Linked DNA regions of Triticum aestivum: region 2 is linked to region 1. The links are chromatin contacts, called in public Hi-C maps. All regions are on one chromosome and are shown on one strand. Each heading gives the region's core, a stretch centred on a gene start, on an enhancer-like site or on the middle of the called end of the contact. The rest is flanking DNA. Distances are from core to core; before and after follow the strand shown. Region 1 holds the start of LOC123044340 (protein IMPAIRED IN BABA-INDUCED STERILITY 1). Region 2 overlaps LOC123044341 (a long non-coding RNA gene).

The links. Hi-C and Micro-C count contacts between places; a contact is called where the count stands out from the background.
Region 2: a contact with region 1 is called in a Hi-C map of leaf, with 10 times the contacts expected there. The contact joins the enhancer-like site here to the promoter of LOC123044340 in region 1. A contact is called at or near these places in 2 of 5 Hi-C or Micro-C datasets (both in leaf).

Annotation. Positions count from the first base shown.
Region 1 is chr2B:199,666,427-199,672,057 of IWGSC CS RefSeq v2.1, forward strand. LOC123044340 (protein IMPAIRED IN BABA-INDUCED STERILITY 1) reads left to right here and starts at 3,194. Exons shown (of 9, transcript XM_044467065.1): 1 at 3,194-4,337; 2 at 4,913-5,197; 3 at 5,300-5,617. The coding sequence starts at 3,978.
Region 2 is chr2B:199,858,139-199,863,769 of IWGSC CS RefSeq v2.1, forward strand. It overlaps LOC123044341 (a long non-coding RNA gene), which reads right to left. Exons shown (of 7, transcript XR_006420003.1): 7 at 5,364-5,575. Among protein-coding and RNA genes, the nearest start is that of LOC123044341, 8.0 kb to the right of the region's middle. Within about 2 kb of position 2,678, at least 7 of the 8 cell types and tissues checked have an H3K27ac peak or open chromatin away from gene starts, as enhancers often do. A contact at or near this core is called in leaf, where this site is marked.

The DNA of each region.
Region 1 (5,631 bases), core at 1,944-4,443:
CTGAAAGTAGTGAACAAGCACGCTAACCCATGTCTATGTATAACAGATTAAAAAAAGCTACTCCCTCCGTCCTATAATGATAATGTTAGACGTTTTTTGACATTAGTATAGTGTCAAAAAAATTCTTACATTATGAGATGGAGGAAGTAGAATATATTATACCCCTCTGCAGCGAAATATAAGACGTTTTTTATGTAGCTGGCTAAAGAAATGTCTTACATTTTGTTAGAGGTTGTACTTATCTGTAATCGGACGGTGTAGTAGTACCTTTTACCTTTTACCTTTTACCAATTGAAGCACGAGCAATATTCAGGGCAAATGGTGGTGTATACCCTACCCGACCGAACAGGCCAGCATATACTTTAGGTCCAAACCACGAGCAGCATGACTCGTTTATTTATTTTAGGGGAAGCATGTCTCTCTAGTTGGTAGAAGAGCAGAAACACGCAGGAACCGGAGTCAACGTAGATCGCATGGGGACAAAACAGAGGTGGGCGCAAAGTCTCGCCGCGTAGTAATTGTCCGTGGACCGGATCGTCAGAAATCGCTCGCAGCTTTGCGAGCACGCACGGTTACTTTGACTAAACCGTCTGCCGTCTCGGTCGCGCACATGGACCCGTGTCCGGCAGCAGGCAGAGCTGGGTCGCCGAGCTCGCGTCCCTTTCACACACAGGACGAACTCCGACGACGACGAGAGAATCGGCCCGCTCGGGCCGAGGGGGTGGAGACCACGGACGTGCCGCTCGTCACGTCGGGGAAAGAAATGTTCTCCGGCGAAAACACTAGAGGGGTAAAGAGGAGCCGCACATGTTTGGCTCGTCCTTTGATCCAGGACAGCAATCTACTCGAGAGTACGTAGTACATTAGGAGTAGGAGTACTGGCAAATCGCTGATATAGCCATAATTAATGGAGTGGAGCATTTTTAAGAGGTAAGAGCACTAGAGACCCACAAACTTGTATTGTATGTGATGATTTAGTCCACAAACTTGCAAAAGGTGATCAACTCATCCCTAAACTTGCACTGCTTGGGATGATCTAGTCCACAACCAATCAAGAGCGGACAAATGGCGCCTCATTGGCCTCTGTGTGGCACAGCCGCTAGCTTTGGCGTTTTTGCAAAAAAATCTTGACCTTTAGGGAAATCATGCGCGCGTACATGTGGCACTAAAGCCAGTTCCAGGAATATGTTAAGTGGCTGAATGTGGATGTTGCATGATTGGTTTGCAAATTTTGATTTTGTCTCAGGGAAAAAGTTTGCCAATAGGCGCGCTTGGGTGGCGTCCATAGTTAATGCCACTTGTTCTTGTACAAAAGGGAAAGTAGGACAGTCAGTCTGTTTTCCAATTGAGATGCTGATAGGCGCAAATCAAGAAAAAAAGTTCCACCTTAGGATTTTCCTTTGTAATAAGAACTAAAAGTGAGATGAAAAGATGTGTTGTTTCAGTGATATGATCTATGAGATCGGAGCAGTTAACCCATGTAAGATGTTCCCTAGCGCATTCGGCCTGACTGGAATGAAGCGCAAAACATAACAAAGTTATAGAGTAGCCATTTGGATACGACAGTAGTAAAGACAAAAAATAGAAACAACTTCCATCCAAAGCGAATGAAAATGATTGATTTCCAGGAATTTCCGTGCACACTATGATTAAGAAAATCCTGGTAGAAAATTTCTTTCCAAGAACTGAAGTCTTGTGAAAAATCTACAGTCCAGAGAGGACATCATGGATGCTTTTATGTAAACATTTATGCAGTTTTGTTTTAAAAAAAGTCTCACTGCGAACATGTATGAGAGCCTACAAGGCATAAAGGCACTCTGAAGTCTTTTAAAAAATATGTAAAAATACTTGGTGTAATATCATTGGTGTCAATTACTATGGTTCCGGTCCTGTAAGATTCTTCTTGTAACCTTTTTTTTAAAACAAGAGATTCTTCTTGTAACATAAACTCAGAAAAGGATGCGTCTAGTCTTGATGCAGAAGATGATTAGTTCACACAGGTTGAAGAAGGGTATCATATCATTGAGATGAAGAACAAACGCTCAGACTAACTTGACCAGAACAAGCCTCGATCACTCGAAAGCTTGATTGATTATCCATCCTATACTCCAGCTAGTACTATGTAGAGCTGATGATCCACTTTATCATACACAGCAATAACATGCAGAACAACGTTTTGAGATCCATGTCTTAACTATACACCTCTCCCCTCTTTTTTGCTAGCAATTCGGTCGAACTGCTGTTATGATCAGTTCGTGTTTCAGCCACCTATATAGCGATCTAGCTAAGAAAGATCGATCCATGGTACATGCGCAGCTGCACACGCTCCCCGTCAACCTACAACTAGCTAGCAGCCACGGGAGTTCGCGCCACCGCGCCGAGGATATCGATGGTCGACCGACGGTGAACCATGGACGTCGTCATCGCGGCCGCCGCCTCGCGTCATGCGGTGCCGGCGGCCCGCTCTGCCGCGGCCTGCTTGTGTACGTACTTATGATTTCTCATATGCTCTCCCATGTGCTCGCGCACGCGTGGCACGGTCGTCGTTGCTCCTGAGAGGAGACTGATGCATGCGTGTGTGCGTGCTCGAGTGGTGTGCCTCATCACGCTTCTCTTATGTACGCGCTTATGATTTCCCTAAAGGTCAAGGGCGATTTTGCAAAATCGCCAAGGTCAGCGGCTGTGCCACGCAGAGGCCAGCGAGGCGCCATTTGTCCGCTCTTGATTGGCTGTGGACTAGATCATCCCAAGCAGTGCAAGTTTAGGGATGGATTGATCACCTTTTACAAATTTATGGACTAAATCATCACATACAATGCAAGTATGTGGGTCTCTAGTGCTCTTGCCTCCATTTTTAAGGTTGCTACCGAGAAATAATGGAAGCCTTTTAGTAGAAGCTGGGAACCCTAGTTGTTGCAGAGTTTGCGTACATGCAGTGCAACCAGGGACCAGCCCGTGTCGGGTCGGGCCGGTCGCCACCGAACGTGACGCGCAGGCGTGCTCGGCACTCACGGCGCATCGCACCGGCACGTACGGTACGGCGGGGCCGTCGTTCCAAACCCAATGCTGTCATAACCCAAAGGTTGAAGACGTAAAATATGCAGTCGTTGCTCATGCTGCCCCTGTCTAGCTCCGCTAATCTCGCCGGTACTACAAGAAGAAGGGCGGCGGGGGCACGCAGAGAGCAGAGGGGGAAAGGCAAGGCGACGACCACGGGCCCGAGAAAGCAGAGGAGAAAAGCGCCGTCGTCTACCACCAGTCCACCACGTCGGTCCATCCTCGCGTTGGAAGGACCATTTAAAGCCCCCGTTCCCACCTGCGAACCCGCCCCCACTACTCCGTCCTCCGCGCCACTCATCCCGGGGAGCTTTCCTTTCCTCTGCACCCTCACCCCAAATAAATCCCGTGGCGTTTCTTGATCTCCTTGCGATTCCGGCGACGCGGCGGCGGAAGGTTGCCGGCTGTGCCGCGGTTCTGGCTGCCGCGCTGCTCTGACAATCGGTTGTTTCGGCGGTTTCTTGATCCGTCGCCCGCCCGCCCACTGAGTTCGCGGAAAAGGTCGCCGTAGCTCTTTTCTTCTTTCTTTTCCCCCTCGCGGCAACGGCTGTCCCGTGCTCTGCCGCCCAAAACCCTCCTTCCTTCCCTGCCGATCACGGTTCCGCGGCTGGCCGCTTTCTCGATCTGTCCCAATCGGCGGAGCTGGTGGGCGACGTCAGGGTCTCGTCTCCTTTCTGTTTGCTGGTGGCGAGCGTCATTTATTACTCCCCAGGTCAATCCGGACTTGTTCTTCACCCCTGCCGTGCTTGCCCCGTGACCACCACGCCTTTCGGCAAGGGCTCGGTCGGTTTCCTCTTGATTCTTCCTGTTCCCCTCTATCCATCCAATGCGGCAGTGAGGAGCTTCACAGCGGAGGGAGGGAGGAGCTCGCCGTGCATGGTTTGACGTGTTTTCTGGTACCCTGCTAGTGCGCCGCCGAGATGGGCTGCGTCGCGTCCAAGAAGGCCGTCGTCTCTATCACTCCGGCAGTCGACTCGTCCGGCGTGTTCCGTGACCGCGCGCTGGAGCCCGCTGCCGTCTCCGCCTCCTCCCTGCGCAGCTCGGCTGCTGCAGCCGCGGCGGCGAGGTTGGTGGAGAAGAAGGACGACGCGGAGGAGACGGGAAAGGCTGTCGTCGCCGTGGCGGCCGCGTCGCGGAGCTTCCGGCTGCGGAACCTCCGGAGGAGCCTTGAGGGGGAGCAGGTGGCCGCCGGGTGGCCGTCGTGGCTCAGCGCCGTTGCCGGGGAGGCCATCCAAGGCTGGATCCCTCTCAAAGCCGACTCCTTTGAGAAGCTTGAGAAGGTACTGTGCCGCTTTCGCTTCAGCTCTCCTGCCAGATTCAGTTTAATAGGTCATTTTCCATTGCAATTTTTTTTCATGCATGGGAATCCTTGGAAAGAAAACGGTTATTGGATTTGCTATTTGTCTGGATTGGTAGGCATCTTTATGGAATCTTATATTATGTGTTACAGTTAGTATAGGTATAGTACCGTACTGCTTTGCTGGGTGATGTATTAAGACATGAAGAATAAACTACTACTAGGATTGTGTTGTGGTAATAATGATCAGAAGGGAGGTAACATGGGGAATTTGGTGTCTCCTACTGTCAGCTATGACAAGTTTTAGTTGTCTCTGTTGTTGTTATGCTTTGCTGGTGGGAAATTCACCTCCTACCAATTAGTCTATGCTGTCATTGTCAAGCTGGTAACATGGCAGTCACTGACTGCTAATTTGGTAGTACTGGTGTATATTTGCAGCAAGTAGGTTGAAGCTGTAGGTTACATGATAAAATTGTCCTTTTGTGTTTTTGTTGTTGTTGTTGTGATGTACAGTTTCTAACATGCGCTTTATTTCTCCAATTACACACATCTGTCCAGGTTGGGCAAGGCACATACAGCAGTGTATTTAGGGCGCGCGATCTCGACACTGGAAAGATTGTCGCACTGAAGAAGGTGCGATTTGACAATTTTGAGCCAGAGAGTGTTAGATTCATGGCAAGGGAGATACAGATATTGAGAAGGCTTGATCATCCAAATGTCATGAAGCTGGAAGGCTTGATTACTTCTAGGTTATCATGCAGCCTTTATCTAGTGTTTGAATACATGGAGCACGATCTTGCTGGTCTTTGTTCCTCCCCTGACATCAAGTTCACTGAAGCACAGGTTTGTCCATTTTGAAGGAAGTGTATTTGTATCCCTCCTTCCGTACAACTTTGACATTACACTGTGTTGACCTGGCATTTTTTTGCTTGATTCTTATTGCAGGTTAAGTGCTACATGAACCAGTTACTGTCAGGACTTGAGCATTGTCATTCACGCCGCATTGTTCACCGTGACATCAAGGGTGCCAATCTCCTTGTGAATAACGAAGGAGTTCTAAAAATAGCTGATTTTGGTCTGGCTAATTACTTTGACCCAAGTAAAAACCATCCTCTGACCAGCCGGGTTGTTACACTGTGGTACCGACCGCCTGAACTATTGCTAGGGTCAACTCACTATGATTCAGCTGTTGATTTGTGGAGTGTTGGGTGTGTATTTGCTGAGTTGTTACGTGGAAGACCTATCTTACAGGGAAGAACCGAGGTAATTTAGTTTGC
Region 2 (5,631 bases), core at 1,428-3,927, 190 kb after region 1:
ATCAAGGGGGAGAATGTTAGATGATCTCCACCGTGTGGGCCCAACAGCCCACCGGGCCCTCAGATCCATGCCCTGATCGGGGGCGCTCAACCCACTATGGTTGACGAGCCCCTGTCACCTGCACTATATAAAGAGGTGGGGGTCGCGGCGCACACCACGAGGTTCGTCACGACGCCATACACCCCACCTACATCCCCTACCGATTTATGGTTAGTGCAGTGCTGACGGGAAGCACCGCCACCACTACTCTCTGCCATCACCGGCACCATGGCCGGCACCTGAAGCTCCTCGAGCTACAAGGAGAAGGTATTTTCTTGACCTGAACCACGGTATTTTCTTGTGTGGCCTGCAAAACTTAAGAATGGTCATGGGCTAATGGCCTGTGTTGCTCCGGCTCAGTGAAGCTGGCATCGCTGCGGGCCGTGGCGAGGCTGGTAGGCCGCGGCGCCAGGCGCACTCGGGTGGGACTGGGAGTGAAGCGCGCCGGCCGTGCACCGCGGCTGCGCGCGTCGCGGTGTGGCGTACGAATGGAGGGACTGACGGACGGACGATGGGTGCGTGCCTACCGACCGGGTGCCGGCCGCCGTGGATAAGCGGAAAGCGATATACATTTGGAGGTCGCTTTTAGGTGGGGAACTATTCTATTCGCGAAGCCGCTGCCGTCGCATCGCATCGCACCAGACACACATGAAACGAACTCCCCGTCAGGATCAGACTTCAGACACCCTAACAACTTTGCTTTACGACTATAAAACCCCAAATGCTCGATCCCATCCATTAAAGGATCATCAGTAAAATAGCCTGACTGCTGTTTCAGAAAAGCAACACAGGATCGATTCAGTCTCACCTGATTCACACCCACGCCGTTGAGGATCAGAGCACTACTATCGTAAAGTTAAAACCTTGGAGCCCACGGGGTAAAAAGTCTATTAAAAAGAGGGCACGCTACGACACATTCGTCCTCCATGGTGATCGTGGCCCTGGGCGAGTGCGCACACACACTCGATCTACACATGCATGTTTCTCGGATAATTCTATACTGTCCATATATATGCTCTGTGTACGGTGCGGTGGGCTGGCTGGCCAATATTCCGGTTGCCGCTGAAAAGCGGAGGAGCACCGGCATGTGCCCGGCTCCGGTCCCGCCGCGTGCAGCCCACGCCCAGCCTCGCTGCGTGCGTGCGGCCACCCTAGCTAGCCCTCTGCGCGCGCGACCAACAACACCTACCGAGCAGGCTAGGCTAGCAGTGGCGCCTCCGGAAAGCTGGACGCTGACGCTCCCCTCTATCATTGCACCCACGCAGCGCCAAATCGATCGCCGTATTATTATATGTGCCACGACGCGAGCTAATTTCCGAGCCAAGATCCCATCAGCCAGCTGATCACACTCCACTCGGTCACCTGGCCGGGCTCCGCTTGGACGCGAGCGAGCTGGCGTCTTCTTCTCCCCGGTATGGATGGATGGGGTGATCGTATCGCTAATTCGCTCTCTCTATCCAGTTTAGAAGGACGTAGTCACGTCGCATGGCTCTATGGGAAGCAGCGGCCCCCGACTAGGACTGGCGTAGGCTTTTTGTGGGTTTTATTCAGTCACTAGCAGGTGGGGCCGATGAACGACGGCAATGATCGCTGTCCCCGGCGACGTGTTTATTTAGGAAAAAAAGTGTAAAGCGATGCAGAGCGGGCCTTCCCTTGTCAGTCGCTACTGCCATCTTTTCGTAGGTAGCCTGTCGCGGTTGTTTGTACACCAAGCGTTCGTACGTGCTACGCGGAGACGAGGTGTACGGTTTTTTTTTTTTTGCATGGGAGACGAGGTGTACGTGCGTGCTCCATTGCTGCAGTATGTACACGCCCGCTGTACTACGTACAGCTATAAAATTGGTGCGAACCGAGGGTGGCTACGTACGGGCGTAGGCTCGTGACTCACGGCCTCACGGGGGACGGGGGCTGCTGCTCGATCGGAGTGAATCCTCACACGCACGAGCAATTATGCCTGGTAAAACAGCGTAATTATTGCACACGTAATGCCCTAGATGCTAATGAGCAAATAATTACAATTAGCCGCACTGTTGAGGTACTCCATTCGTACTATTTTATCGAATGAAGTACGTAGTACTACTATTATTTTTATTAAAATGAGATCGGAACAGGATAAAATCATGCATACTACTCTTATCTCGGTCCCATCATCTTGTGAGAACGTGAGTTTTTATCAATTCGCGGTTGATTATTTCTAGGATCGGAGCAGGGAGCACTGGTGGTCTAGATTCATTGCACGCCCCCGTGACGCGTGTGCCGCCGGTGGCCCATCCTCTTCATTATGGAACGAGAGGATGCATGCATGCTATGCTACCCACCCGGTGGCCCAGCGCGTGCAGGTGCAGGTGTTTCCATGCCCCTGCTATACGTATATCACAGGGCCGCGACATCGTACCGTGAGCCACCCATGACGTGACGACGGGCCGCATGCGGACGGCGGAGCTCCCCCGCGACGTGGAGATCTACCCGCAACCCGTCTCCGCACACCTCCACTATTCCGCGCGTCGCCCCAGTATCTCGGAACGCAAAACGGAAAAGAAGAAAAAAGAGAAAGAAAACATCCCACGTCCCGTACCGCTCAACGCTATCCGCATCTCCGTACTGGAAGCAGCCACAAACGCTATCGACAAACGCACGCGTCGCCGTCACGTACACACCCGGTATGTACTCATTCAGATCGCACGCCTTTGCCGTATCTCCGAAGCTTCCGTCCAGCCTCGCCGTCGCTGGCTGTCGACGGCCGGTGAGCGAAGTGACCCTCGCCGCGCAGTAACCGCTCCAACCTTTTCGGTTTTGACAATTGACCACGTTACAGTTTTTTCTCCCCACGTTTGGCGCGCGGCCCTTTTCTCCATGCCTGCACGTGTCTCCTCCCGGCCATCCACCACCGCTTGTTCCCCTTTCGCTCCGCATGGGACTCTGCGCGTGGAACGTGGGGAGCCGCCCGTTTGTCGGGTGCTGAGCGATCCAGGCCGTTGGATTTGTCGAGGTGGGTCTTTGCTTGCGGGTGAAGTTTTTTGAGACGTCTTTTCAACTGTTGTTGGCGATTTAGTTTCAAACGGAAACCTTGGTCACTTATTTACTTGGCGTATTTTGTAAAGTAGATAGATACGGTAAATAATACCAATAATTCGATGGTAATGCCACCTCTAGAATAATGTGGAATTTCGTGGGTTAAATGTGACGCTACACTTGCAGTTACTAGGCAGCTTCACTGCAGCTCGAGCGTTCCCAAATTTACTGCCTATCCGAGACACTCCGTCAGCTAGCTAGGGCACTTCTTCAATTACTAGCACGCATGCTAGACTGTTTTCTGAGCAGATTAGGTAACATCACAGTGTCAATTTTCGCTGTTCTCTAACAGTGGGCTGATAACATGAGTTCCACATCAAAGAGAAGCGACAATAATGCATTGCTTACCGGACCTAGCAGATAAGATGCTGCTGGGGTCACCGTTTCTTGTCCTAATACTAGTACAATGCCCGTGCGTTGCCACGGGCCTTTTGTTGTATAAATCTTAACGAATTTTTGAGCCCTTCAATGACATCGCCTCAACACCCTTGTCGATGGATTCTTTTTGAACGTTGACATAATCCATCTCCATCTCTTTCATACTCTGCAAAAATAAATATGTATAGAAACATACCTCTTGTACTATCATGCACAACAAATATATAAAGAACAATTATTTGTATGCATCTCTTCTGATTGTGTAAAACCCGATGATTTTTCAGTCTGGTTCACCATAAAGCTTTGTCAATCTGGTTCACCATAAAGCTTTGTCAATAAAAAGCCATCAGTTTTGATCTTTGATCTACAAAAGTAAACATATAAACAATATTAAAATAAAAAATAGAAAACTCATATACAATATATATTCATTGGTCAGATGCTAAATGCGAGTAGATGACCGTTTTTACTCGGAGTGGGTGACATCGTCCTTTTTAGTAGAGTGAGCCGCATTCCAATTTGAATAAACTGTAAGTTCACCTGTATATCACTTGTTGGTAATTATGTTTCAAAAGAAATAGCAAACTCTGTGATGTTGCTTATGTTTCATTCTTATATCAAGATTGAAAGATTGTTTTCAGTTTTTAGAAATATTGTTGTAAATTTTGGATGCTTGCATTTCCATCATGAAGATAACTAATATCTTACTTAGAAGAATTCTTGCATTTCCAGCTTCAAGATAGGTAATATCTTATTTAGAAGGATGCTTACATTTCCTGCTCACCGATGGACGGAGCAACAAATTTGTTATTTGGATGTTGAGTTTATTTCATATTCAAAATGCAACGTTTTATGTGTCCTTATGTTCACTTCCTAGCATCATATGCAAACTTGCTGACAAGTGAGAAATATGTAAATAGCTTGAAAAAAGTGGATGAACAGCCTGTAAATTTGAATAGTTGAATGACCATGCATTGCCATGGAATAAAAAAAAACATAGCGGTCGAATAATTGACTCAATGTAGAAATATGTTGGACAAGCTGGCATGTGGTTTCCATCCATACAGTAATAAAACTGATTCTCTCTCCATTTCTTGTTATTTCTTCTTAACCATCCTCTCCTTGCAAGAAAATGAAACGATATCTAAGTATCCAATAATACAAAACCTAAGTATCCCAAAAACCTAAGTATCAAAAGCTACAGTAATTTAGCCTACAGGTGTGAAATACCACAGTTTTAACATAACAGAATATTTTGTAGTATTGATAATACAGACAACCTGTTGGCTATCCCGTTTTCAGCGACACAAAATTAGCTAGCTAAAACCATTAGCAGCTGCAGACACACGTGCTTTTCTAGTTAGCTAGCCATTTTATGCAACTACTCGGCCATACACCAAGAATGGCCATGCACACGGCGTAGAAGACACATATTCTAGCTGGCTATCCGGACGGCAACAACGTCTTCAAACGATTTTGTGGTTGGCTGTAATTTGGAGCTACAAACGGAAGCGAGCTAACTAAATCACCAAGCAGAAGATCCTAATAAAACGGTCGTGGACATGAGGCGTGTTGAGAAGAAGGTATGAGCGAGGGACTCTCTTTTCTCAGCGAGCTCAGTTTTAAAAAAAAGAGGTATGTGGTTCTTTTTTTGATGCAGAGAAAATAATGTGGTTTGCCAAAAACTGCAGTATTAAAATTACAATTTTTAGAGACAGCCAAACAACCCTTTGTAATAAAAACTACAGTATTATAAAAAATTGCAGTATTATGGGAATACATAGAAAATACTTTGTTACCAAACGGGGCCTAATCTTCTCCCACCCTTCCTCCTGTTCCACCTTCATGTACTTGTACAAATTATATAAATTTCATGATTTCAAAAGAATATTTTGATTATATTTCTTATTTAAAAGTAATTGAAGATGTACATGGTGGTTAATCCAACCTTAATTTTTTAACGCAACAAGGATAAAACTTGAAACTAACATAGACTTAATTAACTAAATTGTCCCTTGTCCCCATTTCTTAAACTCCTCACACGCTACTTGCTCCATTCTCCCCGTGGCCATGCAACCATGCCTACCTGTGACCATGAAAATCAATCAATCATTAAAATTCATGATCTGACTATACAATTCA